2 separate regions of the Sus scrofa genome follow, and region 2 is linked to region 1. A link is a contact called in public Hi-C data. All regions are on one chromosome and are shown on one strand. The core of a region is the stretch at or near the end of the contact, and the rest is flanking DNA. Distances in the headings are between cores, read along the strand shown.

What was found. A called contact is a pair of places that touch in the nucleus more often than the background predicts.
Region 2: a Hi-C map of brain shows a contact between it and region 1, with 5 times the contacts expected there. The contact joins two enhancer-like sites. A contact is called at or near these places in 8 of 47 Hi-C or Micro-C datasets (alveolar macrophages, brain, embryonic fibroblasts and 4 more).

The regions. Positions count from the first base shown.
Region 1 is chr2:113,688,825-113,693,600 of Sscrofa11.1, forward strand. No RefSeq gene overlaps it. Among named protein-coding and RNA genes, the nearest start is that of FER, 83 kb to the right of the region's middle. Within about 2 kb of position 2,622, at least 5 of the 83 cell types and tissues checked have an H3K27ac peak or open chromatin away from gene starts, as enhancers often do. A contact at or near this core is called in embryonic fibroblasts, where this site is marked.
Region 2 is chr2:113,834,189-113,838,964 of Sscrofa11.1, forward strand. All of the region lies in intron 3 of FER (tyrosine-protein kinase Fer), which reads left to right. Among named protein-coding and RNA genes, the nearest start is that of FER, 62 kb to the left of the region's middle. Within about 2 kb of position 1,948, at least 6 of the 83 cell types and tissues checked have an H3K27ac peak or open chromatin away from gene starts, as enhancers often do. A contact at or near this core is called in embryonic fibroblasts, where this site is marked.

The DNA of each region.
Region 1 (4,776 bases), core at 1,372-3,871:
ACTACCCACTCCTAAAATCACACCATAATACTGAACACACAGCAGAAATTCATTAAGTAAATACCTAAGGAAGGAAGGAACTCCTTCTGGTGGCTGGTTAGATTTTATCAATTGTTTAGGTCCAAGGATTAGAGACATGATCATGTGTTTCAATGTCAAATGGGTCATTTACCTTTACTCAAATTAAATTCCTGTCCTACTGCCAAAGGCTAAACATGTACTCTCTGCTAATTGCCTGGCAAATGTGCCATCTTTTAGAGCAGAGACCAGCTGGGCAAGGGTGGATTGCTCATTTATTGTATTTGTGCCATTCATGAAACCCTATACTAAATGCTTTACAGGCACCATTTCATCTAATCCTTACCATATAAGTCTTAGAGAATTTTTTTTTAAAGTCTCACACCCTTGAAGAAAAGAAAATCGTCATTAAGATATGGAGGGAACAAAAAAAAAAAATTGTTTTAAAAGGAGTTCCCCTAGTGGCGCAGTGGTTTATGAGTCTGACTAGGAAACATGAGGTTGTGGGTTCGATCCCTGGCCTTGCTCAGAGGGTTAAGGATCCGGCGTTGCCTTGAGCTGTGGTGTAGGTTGCAGATGTGGCTCGGATCCCGCGTTGCTGTGGCTGTGGTGTAAGCCGGCGGCTACAGCTCCAATTTGACCCCTAGCCTGGGAACCTCCATATGCCCCGGGAGCAGCCCAAGAAATCACAGAAAGACAAAAAAAAAAAAAAAAAAAAAAAAAAAAGATGTGGCGGGAAGAAGCATTCACATTCAGTACTGATTTTTTGAGGATTTTGTTGCATCTCGTTCCATGGTTTTGTTATAATGCCATCATTACCATTTGCTGACCATTGACACAGTTGTCAGTTGGAGTGGTTGAACTTTGCCCTTCCTAAAATTCACCTCTTTTACAGTTTCCTGCTCATTATGATTCTGCTATAATACCAGAGCAGTGAGAATATTTATTTGTTAAAAAATACTGCTTTCAAGGATGTGAATAACGTCAGAGTGAACTAAACCCACCAAGATGCAGAAACCAGGTTCTGGCTCAGGAAGCTAAAACCTGTATTTCTCCTCCCCCCATGTCCCATAGAAACGGTAGTAAAGATCTCCAAAGAGGAATAAATCCATAGTATTATGTGACCCTCCACCTTTATTTTCCCTTTTCAAAAGAACCTTCTTCATTTAAAGCCTTTAAACATTTCTCTAAAATGTGTTGTCAGTGTCCCCTGATACCATAAGAGTATATATAGAAATCCTCCCTCTCCTTGATCATTTATAGGCTCTTCTAGGCAATATAGCCGTATACATCAACAATACCTTATGAACTGGCTCATCCTAGATGGGCCAAGCTTTGGAATGTCTGCAATGCCTACAGCCCTTATCAAAAGCAATCTTCTCCAAAGTTGCTCACTGTTGTATGTGGTCCCTGGAGAATAAACAAGTGCAGGAATTCCCATCATGGCACAGCGGTTAACGAATCCGACTAGTAGCCATGAGGTTGTGGGTTCGATCCCTGGCCTTGCTCAGTGGGTCAGGATCTGTGTTGCTGTGAGCTGTGGTGTAGGTCACAGATGTGGCTCGGTTCCATGTTGCTGTGGCTCTGCCCTAATCGGCTACAGCTCTGATTAGACCCCTAGCCTGAGAACCTCCACATGTTGCAGGTGAGGCCCTAGAAAAGGCAAAAGGACAAAAAAAAAAAGAAAGAAAGAAAGAAAAAAGGGCAGCCAGTCAATACACCACTGGTTGGAGATAATTTAGGGGCCAACAGGTGAGCTTTGCCTGAAAAGATCTCTGAAGAGTTCTGAATTTAAGACATTAGAATGAAGCATTCCTTTGGGGAACAAAGTGAAATACACAAAGAGAGAAAGTAGGACATCAGAGTCATGAATAATCAGGAATGATGAGGGGCAATACCTAGAAGCCATGTAAAAGAGAGGGAAGCAGAGAGAGCTTGGTGAGAAACAGCAGGAGTAGTAAAAGTAGAGATAACAAGGAGATGAATGGGCCAGTAGAAGCAAGATGGGGCATTGGGAATCCTTTTTAAGGAGGACATCCTTGATCAGCATGCTTTTCTGGCTTTTAGCCATGAAAATAAAACCCCATTGCTAAAAATATCAGTGTAGGAAGTTGGAAAAAGGCATAGACTATCTAAAATTCTTTTCTAAGCTACTTATCTCCCTGATTTTTCTCTGCTAGACCTAGAAAGAAGCTCTTCAAGTCTCTCTAGCCTATGGCCCTGAGGAAGTAGGGACAAAAGGTCTGGATTTCAGTCCTAGGATTTCTTTTGATTCAATGTCTGATTCCATGAGTTGTGTTTTAGTGACATCAAAGTAACTATTTTAACTTAACAGGTTAAAAAGAGAGTCTTTGGCATCACACAGACAAGAAACTCAAGGTGTCTGAATGGATCTTTTTTCTTTAACCTTTCCATTTAGCATTTATAGAAGGAGCCCCTTTTACCAGAATGCAGTGTCATTATTTTCCTCTTCCATAGAGAAGCCGTAAATCACTCAGAGGATAAACTGGCAGGTTTTATATAAACACTGAATACAACTGAACATTCCTTTCTTTTTTTTTTTTTTTTTTTTGAACATTCCTTTCAAATAGTGTCATGGTAAACCCCACTAGGCTCAAAGAATTTGCAATACTCTGAAGAAGAAAACAATGCAATAGCCTCAGAGATACTCGCATGGGTCATGAAATAAATTTACAGTATTGACTTTGAGAAAAAAAAAACAAACGCTAAAATAATAACAACGAAACAACAAAATCGGTATGAAAAAGGACGCAAGCAGTGCTCAATGTCTTCCTGTCACCAGAAGTACTGCTCCTACCTCAAGATTTAAACTAAAGTGCTTTTATGCTGCAAAATTATAGTTTACAGTCACTGTGTGACTAAGGAAGAGCAGTGAAAATGCCTACCTGTCTTCTGGAAGAAATAAAACCCAGGTATGAATTAGAAAAGATAACAAGCTATTTCCTGTTATTTTTCTCAGGACTTAAAGTCAGTTCACTTCAACCAATGTTAGGTTCGTTACTATGTGGAAAGTCCTACGTTTTTGTTTTCTCTTTGATCCAAGTCACACTGGTTCATTGAGCATCTAATATGGGCCACTGGTGAAAAGATGCTGAATATTTAATGGCAAAGAAGACACAGTAGGGGAAGTGGAATTCATGTGGAGGCGAGAGCCTACCTGGCTGAAGGGCAGAAAAGACATCTGATGAGAAGAAACATCTGAAAGAGACCTTGAAAGATTGGGCAGATGGAGATGGCTACAGACTGTGTTAGACATTGAAAGAACAGCACAAGCCACAGTATGAATATATAAAATCATTAGGCTTTGAGGCAGAGTGAATAAGCTGGGCATAATTGTAGAGGAATAGGAGGAGACATTTGAAAAGATAGATGAAAGCTGTGTTGGTCAGAATTCTTTAGGTTCAGGATTCTTTAAGCTCAGAAATGCAAGAATTAGCCCACTTAACTGGAAAGTCAAGGGGCGCTCCGGCTTCGATCATTGCTGGATCTGGGGGGACTCCTACCTTGCTCTCTAAATGTTGCCTCTTTTCTTTCTGTTGGTTTCATTATCATGTTTTACCTGTTAACTCCCAGCAGCTTCAGTCTTTTATTACAACCATTTCTAGTAGTCTGAACAAAAAAGTGAGCTGCTTTTTCTCAACTGTTCAGCCCAAAATCTCGGAATAGAGATTCATTGCTCTGATTTAAGTCATTTCTTCCTCTCTGTGAACCAGTACCTATGTGTAGAATGTATCTGACGCTCACTCCTAGAACCAACAAGAACAATCAATGCCAGCCAATCCATATGGTCTTAGGAAGGGGTGAATGGATACCCATACAGAATCTTAAGGGCACCTACCAAAAAAAAGAACGAGCTTCTGGGTAAAAAAAAAGAGCAGTTGTCTCTACCAGAGGCCATATTTTTGGGGCACTGAAACCGATCTGAAGAATATGAACTTGATTCAGCCACAGGGAGTCATCAAACATTTTTACGTAGAGAAGCAGCATAATCAGAGCTATTCCAGAATGACCTAGTCCCAAGATGAGGCAGAAATAAGAGGTGGGAGTGACTAAAAGTTAGATGAGAGATAAGAGGATTCAGTAATAATTCCTGAAAAAGAAGATGAGGGTGCAAGCTAGAATTGTGGCCCTGATGTTTGAAAGGTGATGTATTAGACATAGAAGTTGTATCAACTTGGTCATTGGCTGAATTCTGTGGAAGAGAAAGAAAATGAGGCATCAAAGATGATTGCTGGGAGTTCCCATCAAGGCTGAGTAGTTAACGAACCCAACTAGTGTCCACGAGGACGCGGGTTCCATCCCTGGCCTTGCTCTGTGGGTTAAGGATCTGGCATTGCAGTGAACTATGGTGTAGGTCCTAGACATGGCTTGGATCATGCATTGCTGTGGCTGTGTTGTAGGTTGGCAGCTACAGCTCTGATTCAAGCCCTAGCCTGGGAACCTGCGTATACCATGGGTACAGCCCTAAAAAGACCAAAAAAAAAAAGATGATTGTTGTTTTGGAGTTCCCAATGTAGCTTAGTGGGTTAAGGACCGAACGCTGTCTCTGTGAGGATGTGGGATCGATCCCTGGCCTCCCTAAGTGGGCTAAGGATCCATTGTTGCCATGGCTGTGGCATAGGCCACAGCTGTAGCTCTGATTTGACCCCTGGCCTGGGAATTTCCATAGGCTGCAAGAAGTGCAGCCATAGAAATAATTTTTAAAATAAAAGGTGATTGTTTTCAAATCTGATCGGT
Region 2 (4,776 bases), core at 698-3,197, 140 kb after region 1:
CAAGTTCTTTTATAAAATAGTATAGTATTTACACATCCTCCCGTTTACTTTAAATCGTCTTCAGGTTACTTATAATATCTAATACAGTGTAAATGCCTTGTAAATCATTGCTGATTTAGCGAATTCAAGTTTTGCTTTTTGGGACTCTGGCATTTTTTTTTTTTCCCTTAATATTTTCTATCTGAGGTTGGTTGAGTCCATGGATGTAGAACCCACCAATATGGAAGACTGACTTTATCTCTTAACCATTTAATACATGTATAATCATATAAAGTTTTAATTAGATTGTTGTCTATCACTTTTTTTTGAACCTTTTAAAACGTTGAAATGTAGCTCATGTATGTCTCTGGGGGATTTTTTTTGAGCGTTGTGCCTCTAACGCCATTTTCCAATGTGCTTTGTGGTGGTGGTTGTGTTATTTTGCACAACGTAGTGATTATTAGGGGCACAAATGTTTTTGTTACAGCAGAAATGTTTTTGTACATTAGTATTACTTGGGGAGGCTTTAAAATACAGATGCCTGGACACCACCCCAAACCTATTAAATCAGAATCTCTGGTCATGTGATTGAAGAATTGGTAGTTTCCAAGGCTGCCAGATGATTCTTATTGTAGGCAGAGCTGGCCTAGGGAAACCAGGAAGCTTAGAAAAAAATGCAGAAAGACAGGCTCTTCTAAATGGAAACTACCTAAGGTTTCCTTTGCACTTGCCATACAGTCTTAGAAAACCTCAGTTTCAGGGAAATTTAATCTGGATTTCTATATCTCACAAGGACTCAGAATTCTAAAAACATTCTTGTTTTGTAATAGGCAAACTCGGAATTAAAACTGTGGTTTCAGAGGACATTTATTTTGAATTATTGTGTGGTACAGAAACTGTGCATTCTTCTTTATGTGTTTTTATGTGTTTAAAAAATATTCAAGCAAGAAGAATGAAAGCAAGTAGTTGGAAGATAGAGTTCCTAGAGAAAAGCTATTTATGACAACTATTATTTAGGTATTTTTCAAGCTTGAGTCATTTCGTTGATTATTTTCAATGCTTTACTGTAATTATAGCTCTAGTGGTGGTTTGTTTTTGACTCAGTGTCCAGAATAAGTATTTTTTGCGGTGATGAACTCAGAACACTTAAATTACTACCTTTTTATGGACTACTGATTTACCTTATCACATATCTGTTAGTTCGAAGGTAGAAGGCATGGTTTGCTTTTCTAAAAGTTTAAAAATTTTCCCTGTATATAGTTTTCTCTTTTCAAAAATTGAGTACAGTGTTTACTTCCTTAGATTTCATTTTAATATAAATAATGCTATTTACCTCTCTTAGTTTCCTTAGAGTTAAATAGACATTTTAGGAGTTATGCTAATTATCTTAGAAACCTGTGATGCTGTCTCATCTATGCAATTGCTCTCTTTGGGACTGGAGGTAGGGGAGAATAAAATTTATGTAAATTGAATCATTATTCCTATTTATGATTGTGAAATAAGAGATGCATTTATTTCTAGGACTTATTATTGATCACAAAACAATGACATAATCACATTTAGACATTCAGAAGTTCTTTTGAAATCATACATTTCGTATAAAACAGTATTTTTGATATAATATTAATATTATTTAATATACAACTTGGTGTTTTGAAAAATATTCTGAAACTTAAAAACCACAAACCGTTTGTTTTTCTCGGGTGTAAAGAAATGTGTTCTGTGTGTCTGTCTTAAAATGATGCTATTTCTAATTATCCAGTGTGGTGTTGGGGTTGGTCAGATAAGAAGATGATTAATTTCTTAATTGTTTTGCTTAAGGAGATTTGAATCATGGGTCATTATTCTAGTCAGAAGCTCAAATGCAATGAGAGGCCTCTTTGTTTTCATCTTCATTTCTTCTAACGGAGTGTGTCATGTCAAGAATGACTCACTAATCTTGGCCTAGAAAGACTTCTTCATTAACATGTAGCTGTTACTCATGCTATAAAGTAGGTGGCTTACAGGGAGTAAATAGCTTTTCCCTTATGGCTCTCAGCTTGCAATTGAATGACCAAGTACTCAATACTGGTTAATGTCATATGTAACTAGTACTCTCATCGGTTTAGCTTAGGTAGTTATTCTCAAAGTAATCTTCAGTCTTTAGATTCCCATACTTGTGTATCCTCCACACATCTTAGGTTCTGTCAGGTTTAGCACATTAAGATGTACATTTGGGTTGAAGCTGAGCTCTTCCATTCATTAGCTTTGTGTGACCTTGGGCAGGTCACTTAATCTCTCTGAAGATGAAGATAGTGTCTCAGAGTGTTGATATAAGGGGTAAAAAAGAGAATGCCCGGGAGTGTTTGGGAGGTAGATAATGTTAAAGAGGAGGAGCAGCGGGCTGTGTAGACAAGTTAGCTTTAGTACGGGTAGTGTTGGGGAGAAGTAATGGAGAACATCAAACCCACCTCTTGGTACTATATTATAGGCTATGAGAAAAGAAAACAGTTATTTGATCAGCTTTAGAAAAGGGGGGTATCCTAAGTATACAGCCTGATCATACCTTCTGGGAGCAAATGTAGACTTTTAACTTTTTTTTTACTGGAAGTCTATTTTTTTTTGGTTATTAGAAAGGGTAGGCCTTGTCTTTCAGGTTATCCTCTTCTTCAGAGGCATCTCAGAAACAATGTTAAATAACACTGTGGATATTAAGCAGCCAGGCTTGTGTTCTATATTTGACTATATGCTTTTTTGAAATGTTCCCAAACTGGTTATGAGATATTTTTCTTTTAATGGACTGCTTTGTCCTATTAATATTTTAAGACCTTTGCATTGGTATTTATGAGTGAATTTTATTTTGTGGTATCTTTGTCACTTTTTGATATCTATGTTATGGTGATTTAGGAACTTCGTTTTCAATCTCTGTTCTTAGAAACAATTTAGATAGTACCAAAGGTATTGGATTTGTAAAGGTTTGAAATTATTCATTAGCAAAAATGTTTGAGCTTATACTTTATTAGAGGTATTTTATTGATAGTTGGTTTATTATAATCATGCACTCCGTGGTTATTGATCCCTTTGAATTTCTCATCTGTAAAAGGATTCTGTCAGGAAAGCAGAACCTACACCAGGTATTTCAATAAATAGGATTTAATTAGGGGAAGTATATTCAGAAGTTTTGGAAGAGGTAAGAGCAAACAGAGGAGGGTAAGGCAACTCAGAGATTAGTAACTACATGAAGCCTCTATAATCTGGAGCCACTAATGGAGGAGAAGGGCTTTTTACAAGCATGAAGAGAGACAGAGACAGAGACAGGGAAAGAAAGAATAGGAGAGGGTGAGAAAAATACATCCTGGCTTCTCGCTCTTCCTTCCCTTCAGCCTTGTGCCAGTACCTCCCATTGCCCAATAAAACCAAAAGCCAGTTAGCAAGGGAGAGCCTGGGAAATACAGTTGCAGGGATCCAGTCCTAGCAGACAAAGGGCTAGGAATGTACCTGTGAGCAAAAATTGGAATGATCTGTATGCTTTCATGTCAATTTAGCTAATTTGCATTTCTCATTAGAAGAAAACAAAATAGCCACTGCATTTATTTTCAGGTTTTGGTAATTTCGTCTTCATTTATGGTTATTTCTCATTTCTAAGACTTAATTTTAGATACTCTTATTTCCCTTGTTATTGTCATTGTCAGCTCTTGTTTTTAATGCTATTAATATTTTTTCTACTTTTATTTTTGTGTAATTAAATATTTTTTCATATTTTTCTTTTCAATTCATTCTTTGTACTTTGCTTAGTGTTATATTATTCTTCCTTTTTTAACTTCTAAAATTGAATTTTAATAAACTTATTTTCATTTTTTCTTACTTAGAAATGTTAAGTCTAAAGTTTGTGACTCTGAACAAACTGAGCTGTGTATCATAGATCTTGATAGTCAGTATTTTATTTACTATTATTTTTTAGGTCCTCCATTAGTTTAAAAACTTATCTTTTTGGCCTATGCATTTTTTAGGAATGATTTGTATTTTTCCCCTTAAAAAAATGGTAATTGCAAGGGGCTAGAGGAGTTCCTGTCGCGGCACAGTGGTTAATGAATCCGACTAGGAACCATGAGGTTGTGGGTTCGATCCCTGGCCTCGCTCAGTGGGCTAAGGATCCGGCGTTGCCATGATCTTTGGTGTGGGTTGCAGACGCGGCTCGGATCCCGCATTGCTGTGGCTAAGGCGTAGGCCGGCGGCTACAGCTCCAATTAGACCCCTGGCCTGGGAACCTCCATATGCTGCGGGAGCGGCCCAAGAAATAGCAAAAAGATAAAAAAAAAAAAAAAAAAAAGGAAAAAATTGCAAGGGTCTAGGTAGTGTAGTATGTGCTATTTCTGCTTTTGATGTAATTTTTAACAACACAGTGCTATCTAATTTTTAAAAATATCCCATAGATTCTTTTGAAATAGGTATTTTTTAGACCTGTGATGTATATATAGAGTCTTATTTCTAATGATCAAACATATTCATTACTAAATCACTTACGCAGATTCTCTGTATTATTCATTTTTTTAGTTTAGTCTATCATAGGTAGAGTATATTTAGTTCTCTCACTACTTTTGATTTCTCATTGCATTTTCTACCATTTTTGCTTTATGTTTGGATGTACTGTTTTCTGGGATGAAAAAAATCATGACAGTTATATATTCATTCTCATGATATTCTTTTGTAACGTACTGTGTCCTTCTTTGTTTTATATTTTGTGTCTCGAATTTAGTTTTATATCATTTGAGTATAATGATTTTTGGATCTTATTGTTCATATTTTTCTGGGGAGGGA